Linked DNA regions of Mus musculus: all the other regions are linked to region 6. Evidence: chromatin contacts called from public ChIA-PET, Hi-C and HiChIP or PLAC-seq data. All regions are on one chromosome and are shown on one strand. Each heading gives the region's core, a stretch centred on a gene start, on an enhancer-like site or on the middle of the called end of the contact. The rest is flanking DNA. Distances are from core to core; before and after follow the strand shown.

Region 1 (3,576 bases), core at 558-3,057, 320 kb before region 6:
CTTTAATTCTTTCCTCCATTTTTTTCCCCAAGGGGCTTGTATCTAAAATTAGGTCTTTCTTTATGATTGAGCAGTAAGCACTCTTATCCACTGAATTATCTCTCTAGCTCCAAAAAGTACCTCTTGACCTCATACATAATGAGGATTATTTTTCTATTATGGGGATAGAGGAGTGGGTACAAACCCCAGGTGCCCAAGTCACTAAACACATCCACATGCACCATTAAACAGCATGTCACATCCCCCAGCTGAGTGACTGAGAAATGTCAAAGTCACCCAAGAATAAAGTGTAAGGGAATGAGGAATTAGGTTTCCATCGCTCTTCAGAGTAACCTTACATGCCTTACCTAACCTCTTCAGTGATCTTGTCCCAGAATACTGTGGAAAAGACTCCATACCAACAAGTCACCCTGGATAGATCTGCAGACACATGGGTCCTTAAGAAGTAACAATCCATCGCTGGCAAATGGAAAACAGTTTCTCCTGGGGCATGGCAAGACTTCATTTTGGGGTAAGGATAGGTGAGGGAAGAAAGAATAACTCCAGAAAGGGTAGAGAGTTTGGAACACACGTTTCTTTAACTTTAAAAAGTTCTGCAAAGAGTCTTTCCTTTCTGAACAGAGGCTAAAACCTGTGGTCTCTTCTCTGGAGCAAGTCTGAATCCGGCCCCTCTGAATCACATCACTACCTCGAGAAAGTCCCACCACTCAGGGTCTCAGGGCATCTCCTAGGGGCAGAACCTTCTGGACTCTATCTTCAATGGGACCCTATGGACGGATGGTCTGCCAGACATTTGTCCTCTGAGGGGCGTACTATGGCTAGAAGTCATCTCATAAAATGTTCTTAAAGGATGCTCATCACCAGGGAGCTTGTGGTTAAACTAAGGAACAACCATTGCCTGCGATGTCACCAGACCCTGACAGGGGGGCTGTCACCTACCTCTGTCACGATGGTGGACAGGAAGATGTCCTTGTCGTACTCCCAGCCATCCAGGCAGTTCTCCTGCTCCAGCTGCTCCAGGTCCACGTCCCGTCCCGGCTCCAGCCCTAGCTCAGAGAAGTTGGCGATGGTGGCCAGTCGGTAGCGGCGGCATTTCTGAGGCACCTCTGGTCCGTCCTTCGTCTCCATCGGGATACTGTGGTTGCGCCACGCGCTGCTCAGGTTCACGGTGTCTGGTATCCGGCAACGGTGCTCCGGGATCGCCGTCAGGAACACGGCTGACAACCCAGTAAAGCCATTGGGGATGATGCTGGCGCTGAGCAGGAAGAAGATGAGGCGCTGGAAGGTCCCCCACTCGCCCAGGAAGGCGGTCACCTCGTCGTAGTCAAGCATAGAGTCGGCAGCCCACGGCGTCCCGCCGGGAATCCGAGGATACTCGGGCGCAGTGGGCGGCGCACGGTTTGTCCGTGCACGCGGAGCACCAGTCACTCGTCGAAGAGGAGTTCGAGAAAGCGTCGGGAGACGTTTTCCACACGGAGAAGCTCGTGAGTTCCTCCCGCCGCCTCAGACCCCGCCAGCGCCAGAGACACCGAGGACGTGAGGCCATGATGGACTCCGCGCGGAGTCTGGCCTAGACTGCAAGGCCGGCCGTGCAGTCCTGAGGCGAACCGTGGGGTGGGCGCGGCAGGAGTCTGAGTGATCCGTAGTGGGCACTGGACGCGCCTGTACGTGAGGCGGGTCTGGTCCCGGTCTCCGAGCTGGCTGGACAGTGCGGAAGCGGGATGGAGCCTGGCTTCAGAACTGCGCGGGTGTGAGGGAGCCTAGGAGTCCCTTGCCTACTACTCTGAGCTGTTCGCTGAGGAACGCCCTGAGGTAAAGTCCTTCCCAGTCGAGAGCAAGCGAGTCGGGCTGGGGGCGGGGCCGCTGTAGTCCCCGCCCCGAAGCTGCTGCTAGAGGGAGGGACGGGTCTTCTCAAGCCACACCCCCCGAGCGAGTCGGGCTGGGGGCGGGGCCGCTGTAGTCCCCGCCCCGAAGCTGCTGCTAGAGGGAGGGATGGGTCTTCTCAAGCCACAACCCCGAGCTGGTCCCCAGGGCTCCTTTGGGGGAAGTTGTGACCAAGCTGGGTGTTGACTTGGAGAAAGGCGTAGGATTTCGGTATGAAACACCCTCTCAACTTTTTGTTATGGGTCAGAAAGGGATTGTATCCCACCAAAAGTCTTCTCCTTCAATGGACCTGAGTTCAATTCCCAGCACGCATTGGAGGCTTACAACCTTCTGGTAACTCCAGTTCCGGGGGAACTAATCCCCTTTTCTGGTCCCCTGTCACATATAGTGCACAGACATACATGCAATCAAAACGCCCACTCACATAATGTCATATTATAATAATCATTAAGAGATTGAGACAAATTTTGAGGCTGTGGTCATGAGGCTGTGGGCAATGAATTTCAATTTCTAGGCTCTGTTCTGTGCTTTATGTTTTTAAAGATTAAGAAATCATTCAGTTATTCATCAAATCGACTTAAGCAAATATAAAAATTTAACTTCAAGATTAAGGATCTTAGTCTAGGATTATACCCTCAAATTAGTTATTTTTTACAGTTAATTCAGGAGCTGACTGGTGATCTACATAGTTCCAGGCCAGTCAGGACTACACAGTGAAACCCGTCTTAAAACAAACACAGAGCCTTACAATGAAATCCATTGTTTTGTGCAAATAGTATTTCCTAAAATTAAAAAGATAAGGTATAAAAATAGCAATTGTGTAATTCTAAAGTAATATTGTCAAATGAAATGAGAAGTTACATTTATAATTTTATTTATTTATTTATTTACTTATTTAGATGGGGCCTACTGTATTTCCCTGGCTTTACCTGCAACTTTGGTCACAAATGACCACCTGCCTCATCCTCTCTAGTAGCAGGGACAACAGGTGTGTACAGCAGATGCACATTATCATTAAAATTGTCTTGGTAGCTGTTGTATTCGTAACTTTTCTGGTTACAGAGACAAAAGCAATTTAAGGGAGAAGAGGTTTGGGCTTGTGCTTAGAGGGTAGAGTCGGTCACTCTGGGAAGGCCGGGTGGCAGGAGTCAGCTTGTCACAGTCGCCTCAGTCAGGAAGCCAGGAGAGAGAAATGCTGGTGCTCAGCTTGCTTTCTCTCCTCTTACTTAGTCCTGGACCAAAGGCCATGGAACAGATGCTGCCTCTCTGAGGGTCACTCTTCTCACTCCAACTAATGAGATCTAGAAGCTTCCTCACAGACACCTAGAGGTTTCTCTCTTAGGTGATTCTAGACCCTGTCAAGTTGACAACAATAATTGTCACAGCCATATTAATAAAATGTCCAGATCTAGTAAATAAAAATTTTACGTGGTCAGATTCAAGTTTTGCATAAAGAACTAACAATTTGAAGTATCGTTACATATTGGTACTTGCAGGGACATGTGAGGTTGAGATGTAAGTGGCTGTCCTGTGTTCTTTCTCCCTGCCAGTGCTCATAGTAGAAGCCTTTAGAGCTGGGGTGTGGCCTCACATGCACCAGACCTTGGATTGGATCCCAGTTGTGTAAGAAAAGCTTTTCCTTAAAGAGTATGGAATTAATTGTAAGACTATGTTATTATTTTATTATTAAGT
Region 2 (3,709 bases), core at 427-2,926, 310 kb after region 6:
ACAGTGAGCTTCCTTACCAGGTCTGACCAGAGGCTGAGCTGCTCCGAGCTGTGGCCTCGTTTCTGGAAGAAAAAGGCAGCTAGAGAATTTGTGATCTGACAGTGGAGTGCTTGCCTGGTATGAACAAGGTCCTGGGGTTTAATCTGTAGTATTAATCCTAGGAAAAATACAAATACAAAAAGACACCATCTATGCCCTTGTCCAAGGCTAAGTTACCCACTACCCACATACAGTGCCATTTAATTTAAACTCCTACTTGAAACAAATTGCAAGAATGTGATGGCTTAAATAGTATTCTATTAATGAAATTTCAGTGCTTCGCTCTTACCAAACTACGAATTTCAAGCCTTTCATTTCCCACTACCATCTGCCATCTGGTTCTGTATTCCATTAGTTTCCTACAGCACTTAGAGTCTGCTTCATGGCAAGAGTACATGCTGCTGGACCCTCAGCATGCTTTTTCTTAGCTGTGTTTTTGGTGTTTTGTGTGTATTTATTATCAGAATAAATTTATGCAGATGGGAGTTTATGTTTTTACTGATCTTGTTTCTTTTGCTGAGTCAAGCACTGTGGTACTTAGAAGTAATCTAGAAAAAAATTCAAGGTGAATAATATTTGAAGTAAATACCAGTATTGGTTTCAAGGTAAATGGCAAAATATCTCTGCTAACTAAAATGTTGGTCTGTAAGGCAGAGGAGAGAAATGGACAGGGCTATCCTGGACTGCAGAATTGTGGAAGATTTCATTGCACAAAATTCTCCTCTGACCAAGAAGACAAGATGAGCTTAAAAGCTGAATGGTCCCTGAAAAGGGAACCTGGACATGATGATGCTGAAAGGAAAAGCATTGAAAATATGAAGTGCTGGCTTAACACTTAAACCTCAATTTTAAATGTGGTTTTTATAAGTTTGTATAACATTTTCATTAAACATGTGGCACCTTTTACTGTAGCTTCATGTTTAGTTGCAAACAGGAAAGAGATATTCTCTGATGGTTTATTTGGTGAAGGCCAACTCATCGTAGAGTCAGCTTGTACTCACCGCATTATATGTACAAAGTACATGTGACAGGAAAGGAAAACCAAGAGAGGTTTAATCCTTGTCCTACTAGACCCCTGTGCTTAACCTATTTATCATAATCTTTTTAATGATCTGCCTAGGGCGGGCTCAGTTTGCTAACTATCCTACAAAAGTGAGTCTCCTACCATCTCTTAATATTATCATTCTAATCCTGTGATTATTCTGCTCCTTTTAGTCGACCATTGTCCATCTCTTCCATTTGAGTCTTCATATTTACTCTCTTAACCATGCCAACCACCAGTGTTACTCTGGGCTGGTCTAGAACTCAGGGATTCAGTCTTTCATATGTTGGGATTGTAAGCGTGAGCCACCACATATAGTTAAATTTATTCATCTGTTCATTTTACAGTTAATGAGAATCCTTCTTTTTGCTTTAAAGTACATGTTGGTTACAGAATAGGATATTGTATATGAGATACTATCATAGTCCATTCAAGCTGCTGTTTCAAAAAAAAATGCCGTGCACTGGGTAGCTCACAAACAGTAGAAATTCACTTTTCATGGTTTTAGATGCTGGGAATTCCAAATTACAGTAATGACAAATTTGCTATCCTGTGAAAGATCTCTTTCTGATCTGTAGATGGCACCATCTAGCTATTTCCTCATATGGAAGAAAGGTTGGATGGGCTTCCTCTGGCCTCGTATAGTACTACCCGTGAGGCACTACCCATTCATGAGGATTCTAATAACTTGGTGAGGTTTTAGCTGCTCAGAGGCTCCACCTTCCAGCACCATCATCTTGAAGTTAAGATTTCTTTCTATTAAGAATTTTTAGGGTGTTGGAGAGATGGCTCCATGTAAGAGCACTTGTGATTTTGGCTCCTAGCTCCATATAGCAGCTCACAACCATCAATAACCCCAGTGCAGGGAATTAGATGCCCTTTTCTGACCTCTGTGGACACCAGGCACACATGCAGTTTACTTACAATACATGTAGCCAAAACATTCATATACATATAATGAAAATAGTTATAATTTTTATGGGCTGGAGAGATAGTGCAATGGTTAAGAGTACTGACTACTCTTCCAGAAATCCTGAGTCCAATTTCTAGCACCTACATGGTAGCTCACAGCCATTTTTAATGGTATGTGATTCCCTCTTCTGGTGTTCATGAAGACAGAGCACCACTCATATTCATAAATAAATGAATAACTCTTTTTTAAAAAGTTTTAGGATCTGGGGATATGCCTTGGCTAAAGGAGCCTTGGGTGGCCCTATATTTGATGCCTAGCACTGTTGAAAAGGGAGGAAGATGTATGTAGCCCAGTTAGTAGAGTGCTTACCGTTACCATTAGGTTCAACCTTAGCACTTCATAAACTGAGCATAGGAGCATATACCTATAATCCTAAATGGCAGCAGGAAGATCAGAAGTTTAAAGGCCTTCTTGGCTACAGGTCAAGGCCCATCTGGGCCACATGAAACCCTGTCTCAAAAAGGAAAAGAGGATAATGGTCCAGGCCATAGCAGCAGACTGTTACAAACCATCTTTTCTAGTCTTAAAGGAGCTCATTGTATATTCATTCTGGATTATTAACTACTTAAAAATAAAGAGGAATCCAAAGGCACTATAAATTGTGCATAAAGCAAGACTAAGTTGTCATCTGAGCCCTAATGTGAATTAACAAAGGCCAGAAGATTAATATGCTGGCCCACAGAGAAAATGTGGAAGCAGTTCTGACAGCAGGGAGGCTGTAATTGCAGATACGGCTTTCTTTCCTGCCTGTCTCTAAGGTCGTTTTGTGTCCTATGGCTTACCTGTTTTTTCTCCATTCTTCTCTGTGATCCTGTTGCTGGCACTCTTTCTCTGCCCAGTATGTTGTATTTCTGTTGCTTCATTGCTCTTTCTGGTTCTGCTTCTCTTACTCAAGAGTTCTCCTTCCCATTTCCCTGCCTCTCCTCTTCCTGTTCATTTTTAGCTTTGTTCCTATTTTTAACTCTTTGAAACTTGTATTTATGGTCACATACACACATATTTATACATCCTACTGCAGCACAAGGAACCTGCCAGTGTCTACCCCTCATAGAAAAGTGACTTTTCTACACCTTCTTTATAGATCCTCAGCTACGACTGGGGCCTCGGGAGCAACTCTATAATGGAGTTTTGTTTTTTTTATACTGACTTAATTTTATTCCAGAGTACTTCTAAATAACAGTGCCATATTATGCTGGATATTTTATACTTCCTTGGTCTTATATAGGTCTTATGTGGGTAACCACAGTTGCTATGAGTTCATGAGTACAACATGTTATATACAAAGGAAGTATTTCAGAGCACTTGTCCCCATCTTCAGGCTCTTACTGCCTTCTCTTCTGTGATGTTCCCTGAATCTTTGGGCTCAGGAAAGGAGATTAATAAGAGAATAACTGACTATGAAAGAGGGCAGAAAGCATGTAAGACCTTAGATGAAGCTGTCATAATCTCCACTACTACTCATTTTGATTGCTTATTTTATAATTATGGATTTCCTGTGCTCAACTCACTATTTACTGTAGTAACTCTTAATATTCATGCCTTTTCATTTACAGTATAGATCAGGAGCATAGTATTAAAAGTATTCTAAATGTTTTTTACTTTTGGAAAGACATTTTCATCTTCTGTGAATGGTAGTTTTTGAAGCTTCCTAGTTC
Region 3 (3,724 bases), core at 1,191-3,690, 420 kb after region 6:
GAGAGTTCGAATGTACAAGCCAGAAACCAACTTACCATCTTTTTATTTTTTATTGTTGCCAAATAAAACCCCAGAAGAGCTGGGAGGGTTTATTCCTGCTAACTCTGCATGGTAACACAGTGCCTCTTAACCATGTGTTCCTAGAGCTTCTGCACATGTGTTTTTGCTCGCTCTGTGTATGTGTATGTGTGTGTGTGTGAGAGAGAGAGAGGAAGAGAGAGAGAGAGAGAGAGAGAGAGAGAGAGAGAGAGAGAGAGAGAGAGAGAGAATATATCCCCACATAAAACAAACCTTCAAACTTAAAGTGCACCTCTGCACAGCAAGTGCTCAAGGCCACCTGACCTACAAGCTGCAATTCTAGATCAGAGTTTCTTTAGTAGCAGCAGCAACAAGAGTAATAATAATTATCACTATTATTAGGAGGCCTGCGCCTGAGCACACATGTGGAGGTCAGAGGATGATTCGTGGAATCTATTCTCTCCTTCCACCTGTCTATGGGTTCTGAGGACTGATACCAGGTCACTGGGCCAGCGTGGCACATACCTTTACACACCACACCATCTATCTCCCTGGCCCTTATGATGGTTTTACAAGAACTCACTCTTAGATGTTACTGACCTGCTAAGCCTCTGTGAGCACTTGCAATGCTAGCCTCTAACACGGTTGAGTCAACACTTTCACCTGTGGAGACAGGTCTCATTCTATAGGGCTGGCTGTACTGAAACTCCCTATGTATGTATGTATGTATGTATGTATGTATGTATGTATGTATGTATTAGCCTCAAACTCAAGAGATCCTCCTGCCTCAGCCTTCCAAATGCTGGGAATAAACGTATGAGCTATCTTACCCAGGTCATTTGTGCTTTATTTCTCTAAAGTTAATCTCCAGGCCTTTAGTAAGGGTGTCCTAGAGCCCCACTCATTTTTAATCAAGAAGGTCTCAGAAAGCCAAGAGAAGGTTCAGACCCTTCTAGCTTTGCTCACCCAGATTCAGGGTATGTTGCCCCCACTACACTCCTCTTACTTCCCCCCCCCCCCCCCCACTGTTCCTGTGTGGAGCAGTAAGTCATAATTCTGCAGAAGAGCCTTAAGAAGCAAAGCCAAAACGGATGTGGCAGTAGTCTCCTCTTCTTTTTGCTAAAAACCATTAGAGTGACCCTCGGAAGCCAGTCATCCTAGTTCACCCACCCGTATGTACTCCAAAGCATGATCAATTTCCAGTATCCCAAGTGAGACAGCTTAGTAGACCTTCTGGAGGGTAGAGACAGAGACTTCATCACAAGGAGAAAAGGACAGCAGCTGTACACCTGGGGCAAAGGATCTGCAGGACAGGGGCCATCTCCCAACGTCTCACAGGAACCTGACTTGCAAGAGCAACTGCCTCTGCTGTACACTCAGCCTGCTGGAGGGCCTCTCTAGGCAGACCTGGCATACTGGAGTCACACCTTCCAGGCATCCTGGTTTCTATAATCCTGGCCCTGAAGACTGAAGAGCCACCATGCCCCCTGTGGTGCTAGGAAGAAATCACACATGGCCCACACCCCTACACTAAGTGACTTACTTGAATTTCTGGGTGAGGCTCGGAGAACAGCTGCCACAGTAAGCTACTGAGGGAGAGTGTGCAAACACATTCCCAGGGACACGCTCACACATAAAGGCAAAGGTGGGAAGCCTCCAGCTCACTGTTTTCACAAAGACACATGTCCTTGTTAAGATAAGGTCTTAAGATGAGATGGTGGAGGAAGGAAGAGATGAAAACAGAAAGGAAGGGGGTGGGGATCAAGCACTTGAGCCCACACCAGTCAACACAGTGAGCACACCCATCCTCCTAAAAGTCCCTTCCCCATCCCTTCTCCACGTAGGCACTGATCTACTGCCCACATGTCTGTCAGCATTTTCCTGAAGCTCATTTAAATGGATCCTCCAGCATGTGCTTTCCTTCACTTGTGCAGTTATTCTGAGGGTGGTAACTGTTGCTACCTATACCAGGAGTCACTCCTTGTTAATCACAGAACTCTGAGACAGGTTAAACTATAGCGAACCAAAATCAATCTGAATTCCTTGCTATCATCTCTTCTCAGTCAGCTGAGTTTCCCTAAGGGACATAAACACACTTTGATAGCATGCAGAGCACATGTGGGCAAGGCTCACAAGGTGGCAAGACCTTCTGTGTCAACTCCCAATCACTAGATACTGACACTCCAACTATGATGTAGTGATGCAGAAATTCCATAGAAAGAAACGTTTGCCAAACCACCTCTCCTCTAGCACAACTGTTCACATTTGTGCCTCTAATCCCTGACCTTATACAGAATGAAAAGCATCTGAAGCATGACTAGGAGTATTTGCATGGCCGGCAGCTAATGAAGAGTCCTGTAAGAGTGAAGTGTTCCAGGAAACACAGTGACTCTACCCAAGTCCACACAGCAGGGCTGTGAGCGCCCTCTCAAGCTTCCTGTTTTGCTTTGCCGAGGCCCAACTGTGGAATTCCCCTGGCTGCTGACAACTGCATCTGTGTTTGTCTTGAAATTTTAATACCATGTACTTGAAAAAGTGTGCTGTTCAAAACAAAAAATCCACCTTATGCTTGAAAAATATGGTGTGCTTAGTGGTTGGTGGCTGACTGGGGGTAGTGGAATCATGCCAAGTACCCATGGCTGGCATGGAATTTGCAATCCTCCTGCCTCAGCCTCCTCAGTACACCTGCCTTTGTAGTTAGACATTTATACTTAGTCCTGGGTGCCGTGGGCTCCACCCTCCCTCACATCTCAAGAGCTGTAGAGCAGAGAAAATCTTCCCAGCTGTCAGGATGTCCCTGATCACTTTAATTGGATGCTTTCTGACTAACAGTGAACATGACGGACTCTCCTCTCCTAAATACTGAAAACATCCAATCTGTCCTTTCTCCTGTGAAGAAGAGAGCTATGGAGTCTTGTCATAAATATTTTATTTAGTTAACTATGCAAACCAGTTAGTAACTATACAAACCAGGCTGGCTTTGACCCTGGGCCCCTTCCAACTCCTATCTTACCTACTAGAAGCAGGAGAATGTTCTTACTTTGTGTTAGCATTACACGCTGTGAATGCATGTATGCACAAATGTGTGCACACGGTACGCAGAGGACAGAGGATGAGAGCCCTTGCAACTGAGGTCTCAGGTCATTGTGAACCACCTAGCTTGGGTAGAACTGAAATCAAGTCCTGTGGAAGAATGGCCAGTAAGTACTCTTAGCCAAATCAATGTGTTGTTAATTCTGGGTAATTAATCTCTAAAGTGTCCTTAGTTACAGAAAATGTGCATTTCATTCTAAACTTTTACATCAGACTGTTACTGGTTTAAAAGGAGCGAAATGCAAGTTTCTGAGGTACTTGTATATCAGTCATGTGAGAGACAGAACCCGACCACAATAACCTCAAGCAAAGGCCTGAGCCTCCATTCTTGCAGGTTCATAAAACCCAAGGGGGAAAAAAATAAGCCCATGCTATTGGTGTCAGAGAAGCAACTTCACTTTGGCCCTTTAAGAATTCATGACCAAGAAAGGCATTGACTTTCAGGCTACCACACAACAGGACCTGAAACTGCACACTGTATTTTCTAAATAAACAACAATCTCCCAGATGAGGTCAGATGACTTACAACAATAGGGTCTTTTAGGCAATGTTTTAGAACTCATAAAAGCTGCCAGTTAATGGGAACTTTTCATACGGCCTGCAGACAGGACTG
Region 4 (3,867 bases), core at 533-3,032, 400 kb after region 6:
TGTCCTTGTTCTAAGTGTGCAACATTACTAAACAGACTAGTGCCCAGCACCTGCCAAGACTGTCAAAGCAGGAGACTTTTAGTGCAGAGTTTTGCCAAATAATAAATTTCAACAAAATCTCAGAGTAAACCATTAAGAGATTAGTGAATCCAGCCACTGCTTACAGCAAGGTTACTCGGAATCACCAGATTTCATTTCCTCTAATTGATGTCTTTATAAATGATCTTTGGGGAAAAAAATCCTTTAGAGAGTATTCATGAGGGTGGCATGTTGGTTACCTCCATGATCTCTACCAAGCTGGAAGAGCAGGAATAGCCATAGGGTCACCTTATATAATTACAAAGAAAGAGGAAGGAAGAAAGGTTTCCTTAAACATTCAACCCAGTGATTATTTGGGTGGAAACATTCTAGAAGACGCTGGGTGTGCCCGTGCAGCGTTCTGTTACACGCTACAGGCGGGGTCCACCGAGACAAGTCGGGTACATTTTCAAATCAAACTTGAGCCCCAGTCATCTTTAGCTTTCTTGTTGTTTAAAAGGCCTCTTTATTTTTATTGTACAGAATGAATGCAGTTGAACTTGATAGATGTTTTAAAATTGAAATGTGAGTTTATCAAAAACAAAAGCAAAATTGCACAGTTGCTATGATCAAGTGACAATTATCTGCACAATTCATTGATTGTAAGGCATCCTGTCACAAGCAATGTTGTCTCCTACTTTCTGATGCCTCTTAAACTTATGTCTTTTAGAAAGACAGTGCCTCTGTATGCTTTGTATTTTTACTGAGTGTAAATACTTGTTATATTTTGGTTAAGAAAATGTAAGGGTATCATTTATTACCACATCTCCTAATACATCGGAACCAATAAAGAACATGCATCAACTGTGTGTGCTTCCTTCCCAAGTACATAGAACCCATGGAATAGTTACCCAGGTCACTTCCAAGGGAGTGTTCAGGCTTCAGGGTGGCTCATCAGGAGATTGCTTGCCTCCCTTAACATGCACAAAGCCCTGGACTTGATTCCTAGAAACACACAAAAGTGGATATTACAGCCAGACGTGGTGGCACACACCTTTAACCCCAGCACTCGGGAGGCAGAGGCAGGCGGATTTCTGAGTTCGAGACCAGCCTGGTCTACAAAGTGAGTTCCAGGACAGCCAGGGCTATACAGAGAAACCCTGTCTCAAAAAACAAAAAGTGGATATTACAACATAGCTACATCTACAGCGCTGGGGAGATGGAGTCAAGAGGACCAGAATTTCAAAGTCACCTTCCACTAAATGGATAGTTTGGAGCCAGCCTAGGACACCAGCCTAGGACACCCTAACTAAACTTAACAAGAATGCCAACTTGGGACCTGTGTTGCCAAGTTCTCCTCTGTGTTCTCCCAAGTCACCAGAGAAATCGAGAGTCTTATATTACTATCAGCCATATAATCTGTAAAACTACTGTAATTTAAAAGATGTTCTTTGTTGCAAATGGAGTAACAATGACTTTAAACCCCATTGAACTTGCTTCCTAACAGAAATATCCATGGGCAAACTGTCACAGTTGGTACAAATGCTGTTGGGCCCTAAAGAACTTGGCAGCCTCCATTCATACTAGGGCATCATCTCAAGGATGGTCTCAAATAAAAGCATGGTCCCTTTTTATTGGAGAATGAGCTTTCTAGGAGGTCTGCTCACATCAAGGTCGTCAGAGCCACAGTGTAGACTGAAACCTGTAAGGAAGGGTAAGACACGTGCTGTGACAGAACAGTGGGCCCCACGTAGTCCAGTGAGTAGAGGAAGCAGGAAACCACTGTGTGAGGGACCTAGTCAGCCAGTGAGCCTGTGCAGCCTCTCTACCCAGCCTTGGGTGATACTCAGGTGGCCATTTCTTTTTTTGGATTCAGGTCACTCTAGACCTTGGCAGTAAAGTTATCTCCCAGTCCCTTCTATATATGTAGGTTTTCTCATGTGGGAACTAACACCTGTAGGCTCCAGATTCTCATCCCAACACAGGGTTTTCCCAACCTTTTGCTCAAGATAAGAATGGGCAGTTTCAAAAGGAGCTATGTTACATTCTTTGGGAAACAAGTCTTTGCCTTCACCTTGAGTTTGAGCTTTTAGAACTCAGAACTAACAATGTTTGCTGTCACCTACCCACCTTGTAATTTGTTAGCAGGTCATGGTAACAATCATAGTAATTTACATACTTGGGTACCTGTTGCTCATGGGTGTAGTCCATAGCACACCTTGAGAACCGAAAACCTGTGAAGCCTGTGAAGAGAACAGCTGAGAGGAACTAGCCATCCCAAGGGTGGCCTCGGGAGCCAGCCAGCCAGCCTGTTCCCCACTCAAGATATGCAGGTGAGTGTGTAGTATGTCTGATGCTTTGCCTTTGGAATACTGTTTGATGGAGTCTCCCTTGTTCTAACACTGGGTTCCAGGGGATCTAGCTGCATGCTCACAGCCTCAAATTTTCATGGCGCTCTTTTCCAGTCTCTTCTCTGCCTCGCTACACTGGCCAGTGTGTCTAGTGCAATGTTGGGAGTGGTCACATTAGGTTCTTTTTTTGTTGTTTAGTTTGAGTAGGGTTGCCTACAGGAGCATGAGCGCCTTACCAGTGATGACATTATTGAAGAAAGCGTCTCTCACTACCCAGCAGGCCTCCATAGTGACCTCACTAGTTTAAATCCTATAGCTGCCCCAGCATGTGATGGAAGCTGAGCCTTCCCCAGTTGAGTGAAGATGTGGGAATGGAAAGGACACAGTCCATCCAACAGATCTATGGGAAACCCAACACCTGCAGAGTAAATGCTAGATGAGCCCAGACCACATATCACAATGGAGTGTTTGCTACTGATGCTACCAGTCAGGCATGCTGCATTTGGCATACGCTTGCAGTCACAGCCACTGGGAGATGAAGCAGGAGCATAAGCCACATAGAACAGGATCTACTTCGTTTTTTAAAACAAGTATCAGGGTTTGGTGCTCCCATTAGGCTTGGGAGAGTAAGAACATTTGCCATCTATCCTGATGAGCTGAGTTCAGTCTTTGAACCTACACAGTGAAAGGGGAGAACTGAGTCCCACAAGCTGCCCCTAACATCCATGTACTGTGGCACATGCATGCACACACAAAATAAATGGAATTTTTAAGATTTACTTTGAAAATGGTCTCAACTGTGATCCTATCATGGAGTTCACTGTATAGACAGGTCTGGCCTCAAGCTCACAGAGATCCGCCTGCCTCTGCCTCCCATTTGCCACCACCTATCAGTTTAACAGCACACTTAAAGGAAGCTGATAGCTTTTAGATGGGTATATTAGACAAAATTCACATTTCAATATTTTTGGTTAGTAGTAAGTTAATTCAGGATAATAATAATAATAATAATAATAATAATAGTTTAACTAAGATTAATAGATAGCATCACAAACTAATTAGATATTATGCCCAAAACGGGTACGTGTCAGCTCTTTGAAAATATGTGGTAAGACAAGAAAGGACCATAATTGTGAAGTCTTCACCGTAACATGCTAAAGCTCCTCCCCAGAACCATGATAGGAAACCCGAAGAGCCATAGTTGAAGCTGATAAGAGTGGCGTGAACGAGCCTGTTGTCTTGGACTGCTGCCCTGGTAAGTCACGCATGTGTGGCACCTACCTATGGGAATCTTGGGGTTTTTTTTTTTTTTTTTAAAGAATGATTGAGTGAAGCATACCAAAGCACACATTTAATTCCACCACTCAGCTATCAGGGGGAAGTGGATCTCTTATGAGTTCATGACAGTTCTGGGGCTGGCGAGATGGCTCAGTGGGTAAGAGCACTGACTACTCTGCTGAAGGCCCTGTTCAAATCCCAGCAACCACGTGAAGGCTCA
Region 5 (3,756 bases), core at 707-3,206, 280 kb before region 6:
ATCCCTGTGAGTTCAAAGCCATTCTGCCTTGGTGATGCACTGAGTTACAGGCTAGACAAGACGATATCCTGTGGCCTTGTCTCAAAAGAAGAAAATAAAAACATACACCCTAGGTTTGCTATTTCCACAGTTCTCAAAATACAGTCAACATTTCAGAATACCCAGAAGCTGGCTGGTCCTAGAGGCAGTTCTGGTCTCTTACCCTTCCCTGAATGCCACCTACGGTATCAACAGGGCTCTTATTCCCAGAACCAGTCACATTCTTGGCTAGATAGGACTGTCTCTTAGCTCCAGATTTGCTTCACACTCCTTCCCGCAGTCTATCCAGATCTAGTTATTCCACAAAGAGAAAGGAGTTTATTTACCCAAAGTCACACATAAAACAAGCTATGATTTGAATTTTTGGCTCCTGAAGGCCAACAGCTAAGTAGGGCTGACATCAGCTCTCCTAACAACACAGCTGGCATGCCCACAGGCATCAGAGCTCTGCAGGTGGGACCCACACCCTAGCTGTCTACACCCTGGGGCCAGACACATTTTCTGTTGACTGCTCTGTAGTGCTGAGGGAAAGAGATAAGAAATTGAGGCTGTTGTTCCCAGAGATCTCATTGGGAGGAACCTAGTTGGTTTTTTGTTTAACCAGCCTAGGGAAAAAAAAAGACAGACCAGAAGCAGCAATGGTGGGAAGGCAGATTTTCTACCAGCTTGACCAACAGCAGGTAATCAGTTCTGGGTGATGCTCTTGCCAGAAACAGTGCTTGTCTTATCTGTTATGACCTGGTCCTCAGCAAATACGCAGCAGGAAACTAAGAGGGAGTAGTAGGTCCACATTCAGACTCTGGTGACTTGGGGAACCTATTCCCTGATCACTTAGAGGTAAGGCAGTGGGCTCAGCTGGAGCCTTGATCACCAGCTTACACTTCCCTCAGAAGTACGGGTCTTTCCTTGAGTGTCCAAAGGCCAGGTTCTAGTTTTGACTCCTTACATCCAACCAGTGTCAAGGAAGGGGCTGCTGCCTCTTTTTCGAGAAAGTGGGGGCCTCGACATAGAGGCCCTTCTGTCTCAAGACCCTTCCTTGTGTCCATCAACAGACCACTGTAGCCATTCTCTGTAGCAAGGAAATAGCTATGACTATAAATCAAGACAGTCTGGTTTGGCCTGCCCAGGGAAGCACCAGGGCTCTTGGGAAACTCTGTTGTGAAACTCAGAAAGGAAAAGGCAGTTGATGACAACACTCTCTTTTTTTCATCCCCTCCATGCCACACAGAAATTCATCAGCTCTGAGTGTGCGCTGAGAATACACTCACAACCCCACTCTGTGCCTGGAAGTTTTGAGACAGTAGGTGACACTGACCCAGGCACTGTCAGGGGCTGTTGGGGGCACGGATGCAACGGAGTCTCCATTCCCAATGTCCAGCTCCAGCACTACCACCTACCTCTGTCACGATGGTGGACAGGAAGATGTCCTTGTCGTACTCCCAGCCATCCAGGCAGCTCTCCTGCTCCAGCTGCTCCAGATCCACGTCCTGTCCTGGCTCCAGCCCCATCGCAGAGAAGTTGGCGATGGTGGCCAGTCGGTAGCGGCGGCAGCTCTGAGGCACCTGTCGTCCGTCCTTCGTCTCCAAGGGGATGCTGTGGTTGCGCCAGGAGCTGCTCAGGTTCACAGTGTCAGGAACCAGGCAACGGTGCTCGGGGGTCCCCGCCAGGAACACGACTGACATACCATTGAAGCCATTGGGGATGATGCTGGCGCTGAGCAGAAAGAAGATGAGGCGCTGGAAGGGCCCCCACTCGCCCAGGAAGGCGATCACCTCGTCGTAGTCCCGCATGTTTCCACCTCTCCTCCTCAGCTTGCGTGAGGGAGGTGGGTGGAGAGAAAGGATTCAGCGATTGCGGCGCGCTGAGGGGATCTTCCTAGGTGGCTGCGTGCAAACACGCCGTGGGTGCTGCAAAACTCCCAGGGGTTGGCGCGGAGCGCCGGGAAGCCGAGTCCTCTGGACCACACCCCCGTGCGGCTAGGCAGCGAAAGGCCACTGCACTCCACCGATCTGGGCGGAGCTCTCGGGCCGGCTCAGCCTCCTGCTCCGTTCCTTGCACCCAGCGGCCTTCCACGCAGGCCTCCCGCCCGGAATCGGCCGGACAACGCGCGTGCAGCTAGGAGCTCCGGCTTTCTCGGCCCCACGTGGGAGGGAGAGCGACAGGGAGGAGCGTCCCGAAAGCCAGGCCTAGCCCGGAGCAGGAGTTCGTTGCTCCACAATCCCAGCCTGGATTATGAGCAGGCGGACCGGTCAGTTAATCAAGTCTGCGCTCCCAAGAGACCTGTGTGGGGGACAGGAGCGCCACCTCTTCACACACACCAGCGTGGGAACTCACTTATGAACCTTAGCATGGCCGTAGTCCATCACGGGACGGCGGCGGCCCGAGAAGCGTCCTTGGAAAAGCAGGATCCTCACCTTGCAAAGAGGCGACTGTGGACCTGGAGCCAGAAAAGGATGTGCGAGGTCATGCTGAGTCAGAGGCGCGCCCTGGATTAGAAGGGCTGGATCACGGGCCCCTGAGTCGTTCTAGTGTCCTTTCGAAAGATTCCCTGTGGCCTTTATAGAGACACCAGAGGGAAGTCGGCCCACTGAGGGAGCATAGAGGAGTCACCACGCCTGGGCTCGGTGTTTGTCCTTTTGCACTCTCGGGGCACCCGGAGTCCTTTATTGCGGCACGGTGCCAAAGCCTTCTTGGACTGAAAGGCTATTTGCAGAAAGGCCCATTCTAGTCTAGGAACAGAGGGAGGAAGGGACAGAGAGAGGACAAACTGGTGAGATTTGGCCCTCAGAACTGGCAGGGTAACCAAAAGCGGGATTGCCTTTTTTCTCTCTCTGCTCAGTATTCACATCTAAGGTCCTGGGCACAGTGTACAAGCTAGCCCAAGCTAGAGCTGGGCTCCCCTAGCCTGGGATCCACAGGCCTGGAGAGACTGTAAGGCTGAGTAGCCCAACACTTTGCACAAACCGGGTTGTCTCATCAGACTCTGGCAAGGAACTGAAGGAGACTTCTGCTTTTTTCTTTGTTTTTGTTAGTTTCCCCCATGAGTCCTACTGTTAGGCTGACTTCCCACCAGTAACTTACATTTCTTTTCCTGTCATTTAAGCCGCATCTCCTAGTATGCCAGGACACTAGCTTTTTACTTTTGTTCGTTTGAGACAGGGTCTTCGGATGTAGCCCTGGCTGTCCTGGAACTTGCTATGTAGACCTGGCTGGTCTTGACTCACAGAGCTAGCTCTGCCTGTCTCTGCCTCCCAAGTGCTGGGATTAAAGCTGTGCACTTCTGTGCCTGGATCCGTGCTTATTAATCCAGTGAGAGTACTCGCAGGGTTTCTTTACTTCTGAAATGCTTGAGTGGTGGTGTGTTGTGGTCGGAATCTCACTTAGGTTCTGTTCTTCCACTTCAAATTACTAACAAACATAAACAGAGTCAAGAACTAGCTGTTTATTTTTTGAAGAATGATTCCCAAAGAACAAGACTGAAGGACTGAGGAGAGTGAGCAAAGAAGATGAAGCCACCACACAGAATGAAGATGAAGTCACCACAAGACACAGAATTGAGCTGGGCCTTGGCAGGCTGCAGGGTCAGTGCCCACGCCATGCACAGGAACCCTCTTGGAACCTGAGGTCCAATGAATGAGCAGTGCCATCTGCCTCAAAATGTTGGCACTGATGTCAAACATGTAGTATATACCTATAATCCCAGCAATGGGTAGGTCA
Region 6 (3,850 bases), core at 1,110-3,609:
TAGGTCCATCCATTTGCCTAGGAATTTCATAAATTATTTTTTTAATAGCTGAGTAGTATTCCATTGTGTAAATCAACAGACATCTTCTATCTAAATATTTACCCTAAGGTTAAAGGTCCAATATGAATGATTCATCCCTGAGGTGATCCTCCCAGGGTTAGGTTAGAGCCATCCTTCTGTTTCTAGACTTACCATACTGGCCTGCTGTTATTGCTGCTTCTGACTTGCCTGCCCAACACTCCAGCTCCTACCAGAAGAGGGCACAGAATACACAGTAGCTTAAAGAGTGAATGAGTACATGAATGAGTGGGAACTAGGAGGTCACAGCTACCTGATGGCTTGATGTAAAAGCCTCATCCCACCTTGCCTGCACATCTCTGGATGCTGGCTTCTCTCGCTCTGTGTTCTAAGGTTGCTGGACCCATGCAGTCTAGAGATCTCAGAGTTACAGCTGCCTGATTCATGATGGAGATCTACAAGGAGGAAGAAGCCCTTGGTAACTCAGTACCGAAAACAACAGCCCTGTGACTCAGTGGAAGGGACACACCTAGAGTGAAAAGCGACCTGGCCGTGATCCCACAGCCAGCCCAGCGTCTTCCTGTCGATGTCCCTCAAGAGAAGCCAAGTACTGCTCAGAGAAAAGCGGAACCCCACTCGGCTAAGTTATCACCAGCTCGGCACCAGCACAGAGCTTTAAACTGTGATGCTCGCAAGAAACAGAGACATCTATAGGAAGAGTAACTGGATGCAGCATCCTGCAGGAGGCCAGGCTAAATGTGTCCCATGACATCACTCTGGAGAAGAGGCTGCCAGAAGCCACCCAGGAGCCTAGATGCTCCTGCAACTTGGTGTTGCAGAGGACTGGCCCCAGAGCCTGCTGCTTGCCTCCTAGGACCCCTGCTCTGTTAACAGGTATTCACTGTGTACAGATAGAACAGTGTACAGATGATAGAAAGACCAGAGCATCCGAGAAGGGGATGGATCTTTTCATCCTAACTATAATGTGAAATGGATATTGACAGAATGCAGAAGGAAGGCACAAGAAGGAAAAGGCCCTACAGTGCATATGATCAGAAATTGCAATGGGATAAACCCTGCTTATGGCTTCATTATATTTAAAAAATGTGTGATGATATTCTGGCCAACTCCCTAGGCCAGTCTGACTTGAAACCATCTATGCCCTCTCCCAAGCCTAGAAGTGTCCCCTGACGGGGTCTCCACCTGAGCAGGCAGGCCTTCAATTAGTTCGCTACTGCTGCTGGGAATGCAGGAGGGATTTCTGATTGCTGTGTCACCCACTGGGAACAATCCTGCCACATCACCTCCATGATCCTCTCATAGAGGTGTCTGCCAAGTTTAAGATTCCAGCAAAACCCTTGCCAGGAAGAGACTGGCTTCAAGCAAGAGCAGCCCTCCCAAGACCCGGTTCCTGTAATGGGAAAGAATGGTCTATTGTAGAGACTCACTGTAGATGTTTCTGCAGACTGTACATCTCTAAGGTTCACAGAGATAGGCCAAGAGACACATACCAAACTAAAGATGCAGGACCACCCCCTCCCCAACACATAGAGAGACACACAGATAAACACAGACACACAGATAAACACATACAGATACACACACAAAGAAATTGAAGCCTAGATATGAGTTCAAGTGCACAGAGAGCATCCAATCTCACCTATCCACCCCTTGCTTTCTGATCTCTAATGTCTGGTTTCTCTCCCTCTTACTCCTGGTATGGGTCCTTGTCTTAACCAGTGCCTGACCAAGGTCTGTGCTGCTTGAGCGCTGTCCTCGGTGCTGGAAGCCTAATGAGTCCTGAATGCTTGAAGAACGAGGGGACCTTGGTGAAATCCACTTGAAGATGTCCATCGAGGCCCCATCAGAATACCTACCTTTATTATTTTAGAAAATCACAGAGCCAGGCTTCCTCCTTTTGTTCCCAGACAAAGGGATTGCAACTCTTCAGCTCACTCTTCAGCTCAGCAATGAGACCACCAACAACCTAGTGACCGTATGACCATTTATCACAGCTAAGAGGAACTTGAGCTCTTATGTACCACACATATGCATCACTGCCTGTGTCCTTGGGAGACACCTGTGATTCCATGTGGCTGCCTGTGTCTTCATGAGACATGCCTGGGGACATGGCAGCTGGTGAGTCTTCCCGTGACCTTGTGTGGCCTCCAACCTGACCTTGAGCATTCTTATTAAGTGTGGGTATTATCCAATCTAGCCTCACCTTGATGCCCCCCCCCCCCCCCCCGCCCCATCACTCCCTTCCCTCTTGGGTTTGCAGATGTGGCTCCCAGCAACTACAAAATCAGGTCCTAGGGGGCGTCTGACTCAGCCAGGAACCGGCACTTCAGCATGTGCACTTTCTGGGACAGAAGCCCTGGACCCCCGCTGCCATTTGAGCCTGCCTAGCCATAAAACCTTGGAGGCCGGTCGTGTGGAGGTAGGGTCGTTCATGGGTGGAGGCACGGTGAGGTAGGAGCGGCAGTGAGCCCGTGAGCCCCTTCCTCCAGCCCGTTTCCCCCAGAACGTTGCGGGGCGGGCGGCCCAGCCCCTCCCCCAGTCGGGCTCGGCAGTTCGGATGCCGCTGTCTCTTTGCCCAGGAGTCCCGGCGCGCTGCGGGGCTGGGAGTCGGGTTCCGTGAGGAGCGCGCGCTGCGCCCTCCCCCTCCCGCCGGGTCTCCGCAGCGGCGCGGGGAGGCGGGGGCTAAAAATACCCGGCGGCGGCGGCAGCGGCGGTGGCTCTGGGGCTGCGGGGCTGCGGGCCTGGGAAGCAGTGCGGGCCGGGCTGGGCCGGCTCACCGACATGCTGACCTTCTTCTTGGTGTCGGGGGGTTCTCTCTGGCTGTTTGCCGGTAAGTCCCGGTCCGATCCTGACCACCATTTCCGGGAAGCTGTAGTATCTCGGCCCAGGGTGCGGGTGTGACATCTCCACCTTGCGGAGCCCTCTGCTGCGGCTGCTGAATTGTCCCTTCAAGGTCCCCGAGGCGCCCCCCAATTCTGGTGGGGGTCCATGGGCAGCGTTGGGGAAGCAGCTGGGTCAGCCCGGAGGAAGGGCCTTACTAGCTGAGACCCCCATAACCCCCCTTCCGTTCTCAAGCTCCTTTCTCCTTGTGGTGAGAACCGGTGATCAGATTAGGCCCCGTGCCAAGGGAAGGGCAGACTTTTTGTGTCTGTGTCCATCTCTAGAGACCAAAATCCAAGTTATGTTGCCCCCACCACCACCACCAAGGTCCCTTGGTGAATTGTACGGCAGAGCTGACCTGGGTTTCCTGATCCAGCCAGAAACCTTTCTCACTAGCGGTCCCTGCTGCCCTTTAGCCAGAGGACAAGACTGGTTACTTGCCCCTTAGCTCTGCCCAAGGCTGTACCCTGGCTTCCCCCCTGCCTCACCCCTTTCCCTCCCTCATCCTTGCACCCTCTTTCTTAGGAAGCTACAGGACTCCTGATAAATCTCTGCATAGTACTTTCCCCAGATTCCTACACCCATACCTGTACTCTCCCAACAGGCCCACCCCTTACCAATACTACTTCTCAGCACTGGCCTCTCCCCTCTCCAAGCCTCCGGCTAATACCTCTAAAGGGTTTCCAGCCCCACCTCGGCCCCAGCTCTGTGCAGAATCTCTAAACCTGATAATGTACGTGAAAATGCTTGGCCTAGCCCAGGCCAAATGCTCTCCCCATGCTAATATTTCTTATTTGGTATTCGGATAGCACCATCAGCGGTGGTGACAAAGTTGTTTCTGAGCTAAAGGAAAGGCAGAGGTTGATTCTTTTGTGAGAATCATGTGTTTTCATGTGTGAGTTTTTTTTTTTTTTTTTTTAATATTCACTGT

The links. Hi-C and Micro-C count contacts between places; a contact is called where the count stands out from the background. ChIA-PET counts read pairs in DNA pulled down with a chosen protein or histone mark. HiChIP or PLAC-seq counts read pairs in DNA pulled down with a chosen protein or histone mark.
Region 1: an H3K4me3 HiChIP or PLAC-seq map of embryonic basal ganglia shows a contact between it and region 6, with 4 times the contacts expected there. The contact joins the promoter of Slc22a21 here to the promoter of Acsl6 in region 6. A contact is called at or near these places in 10 of 39 promoter capture datasets (the 3T3-L1 cell line, the SN4741 cell line, cranial neural crest and 6 more), 2 of 484 Hi-C or Micro-C datasets (bone marrow-derived macrophages and cortical neurons), 7 of 115 datasets of contacts at active chromatin or transcription factors (astrocytes, differentiating embryonic stem cells, embryonic basal ganglia and 3 more) and 4 of 9 other capture datasets (adipose tissue, embryonic stem cells, liver and 1 more).
Region 2: a contact with region 6 is called in an H3K4me3 HiChIP or PLAC-seq map of bone marrow-derived macrophages, with 2.4 times the contacts expected there. The contact joins the enhancer-like site here to the promoter of Acsl6 in region 6. A contact is called at or near these places in 2 of 39 promoter capture datasets (the 3T3-L1 cell line and pre-B cells), 1 of 15 datasets of contacts at CTCF or cohesin (large pre-B cells), 2 of 115 datasets of contacts at active chromatin or transcription factors (bone marrow-derived macrophages and memory CD8 T cells) and 2 of 9 other capture datasets (adipose tissue and embryonic stem cells).
Region 3: a contact with region 6 is called in an RNA polymerase II ChIA-PET map of memory CD8 T cells, with 9 read pairs. The contact joins the enhancer-like site here to the promoter of Acsl6 in region 6. A contact is called at or near these places in 1 of 39 promoter capture datasets (cranial neural crest) and 3 of 115 datasets of contacts at active chromatin or transcription factors (embryonic stem cells, large pre-B cells and memory CD8 T cells).
Region 4: a Hi-C map of CD8 T cells shows a contact between it and region 6, with 2.0 times the contacts expected there. The contact joins the enhancer-like site here to the promoter of Acsl6 in region 6. A contact is called at or near these places in 1 of 39 promoter capture datasets (cranial neural crest), 6 of 484 Hi-C or Micro-C datasets (the Ba/F3 cell line, CD8 T cells, the HL-1 cell line and 3 more) and 2 of 115 datasets of contacts at active chromatin or transcription factors (embryonic stem cells and large pre-B cells).
Region 5: an H3K4me3 HiChIP or PLAC-seq map of stem cell-derived neural progenitor cells shows a contact between it and region 6, with 3 times the contacts expected there. The contact joins the promoter of Slc22a4 here to the promoter of Acsl6 in region 6. A contact is called at or near these places in 2 of 39 promoter capture datasets (the C10 cell line and hippocampal neurons), 5 of 115 datasets of contacts at active chromatin or transcription factors (embryonic stem cells, pancreatic cancer cells and stem cell-derived neural progenitor cells) and 1 of 9 other capture datasets (liver).

The regions. Positions count from the first base shown.
Region 1 is chr11:53,978,526-53,982,101 of GRCm38.p6, forward strand. It overlaps Slc22a21 (solute carrier family 22 (organic cation transporter), member 21), which reads right to left and starts at 1,808. Exons shown (of 10, transcript NM_019723.3): 1 at 940-1,808. The coding sequence starts at 1,332. It overlaps Gm30927 (predicted gene, 30927), which reads left to right and starts at 1,506. Exons shown (of 4, transcript NR_168634.1): 1 at 1,506-1,812; 2 at 2,784-2,872; 3 at 3,435-3,507.
Region 2 is chr11:54,616,120-54,619,828 of GRCm38.p6, forward strand. All of the region lies in intron 7 of Rapgef6 (Rap guanine nucleotide exchange factor (GEF) 6), which reads left to right. Among named protein-coding and RNA genes, the nearest start is that of Rapgef6, 95 kb to the left of the region's middle. Within about 2 kb of position 1,677, at least 18 of the 459 cell types and tissues checked have an H3K27ac peak or open chromatin away from gene starts, as enhancers often do. A contact at or near this core is called in bone marrow-derived macrophages and memory CD8 T cells, where this site is marked.
Region 3 is chr11:54,725,116-54,728,839 of GRCm38.p6, forward strand. All of the region lies in intron 3 of Cdc42se2 (CDC42 small effector 2), which reads right to left. Among named protein-coding and RNA genes, the nearest start is that of Cdc42se2, 61 kb to the right of the region's middle. Within about 2 kb of position 2,441, at least 168 of the 459 cell types and tissues checked have an H3K27ac peak or open chromatin away from gene starts, as enhancers often do. A contact at or near this core is called in memory CD8 T cells, where this site is marked.
Region 4 is chr11:54,698,404-54,702,270 of GRCm38.p6, forward strand. It overlaps Rapgef6 (Rap guanine nucleotide exchange factor (GEF) 6), which reads left to right. Exons shown (of 29, transcript NM_001252494.1): 29 at 1-883. Among named protein-coding and RNA genes, the nearest start is that of Cdc42se2, 87 kb to the right of the region's middle. Within about 2 kb of position 1,783, at least 18 of the 459 cell types and tissues checked have an H3K27ac peak or open chromatin away from gene starts, as enhancers often do. A contact at or near this core is called in CD8 T cells, where this site is marked.
Region 5 is chr11:54,026,148-54,029,903 of GRCm38.p6, forward strand. It overlaps Slc22a4 (solute carrier family 22 (organic cation transporter), member 4), which reads right to left and starts at 1,957. Exons shown (of 10, transcript NM_019687.4): 1 at 1,437-1,957. The coding sequence starts at 1,829.
Region 6 is chr11:54,301,465-54,305,314 of GRCm38.p6, forward strand. Acsl6 (acyl-CoA synthetase long-chain family member 6) reads left to right here and starts at 2,360. Exons shown (of 21, transcript NM_001033598.1): 1 at 2,360-2,458. Gm51861 (a long non-coding RNA gene) reads right to left here and starts at 2,237. Exons shown (of 3, transcript XR_003949553.1): 1 at 1,896-2,237; 2 at 363-473; 3 at 3-247.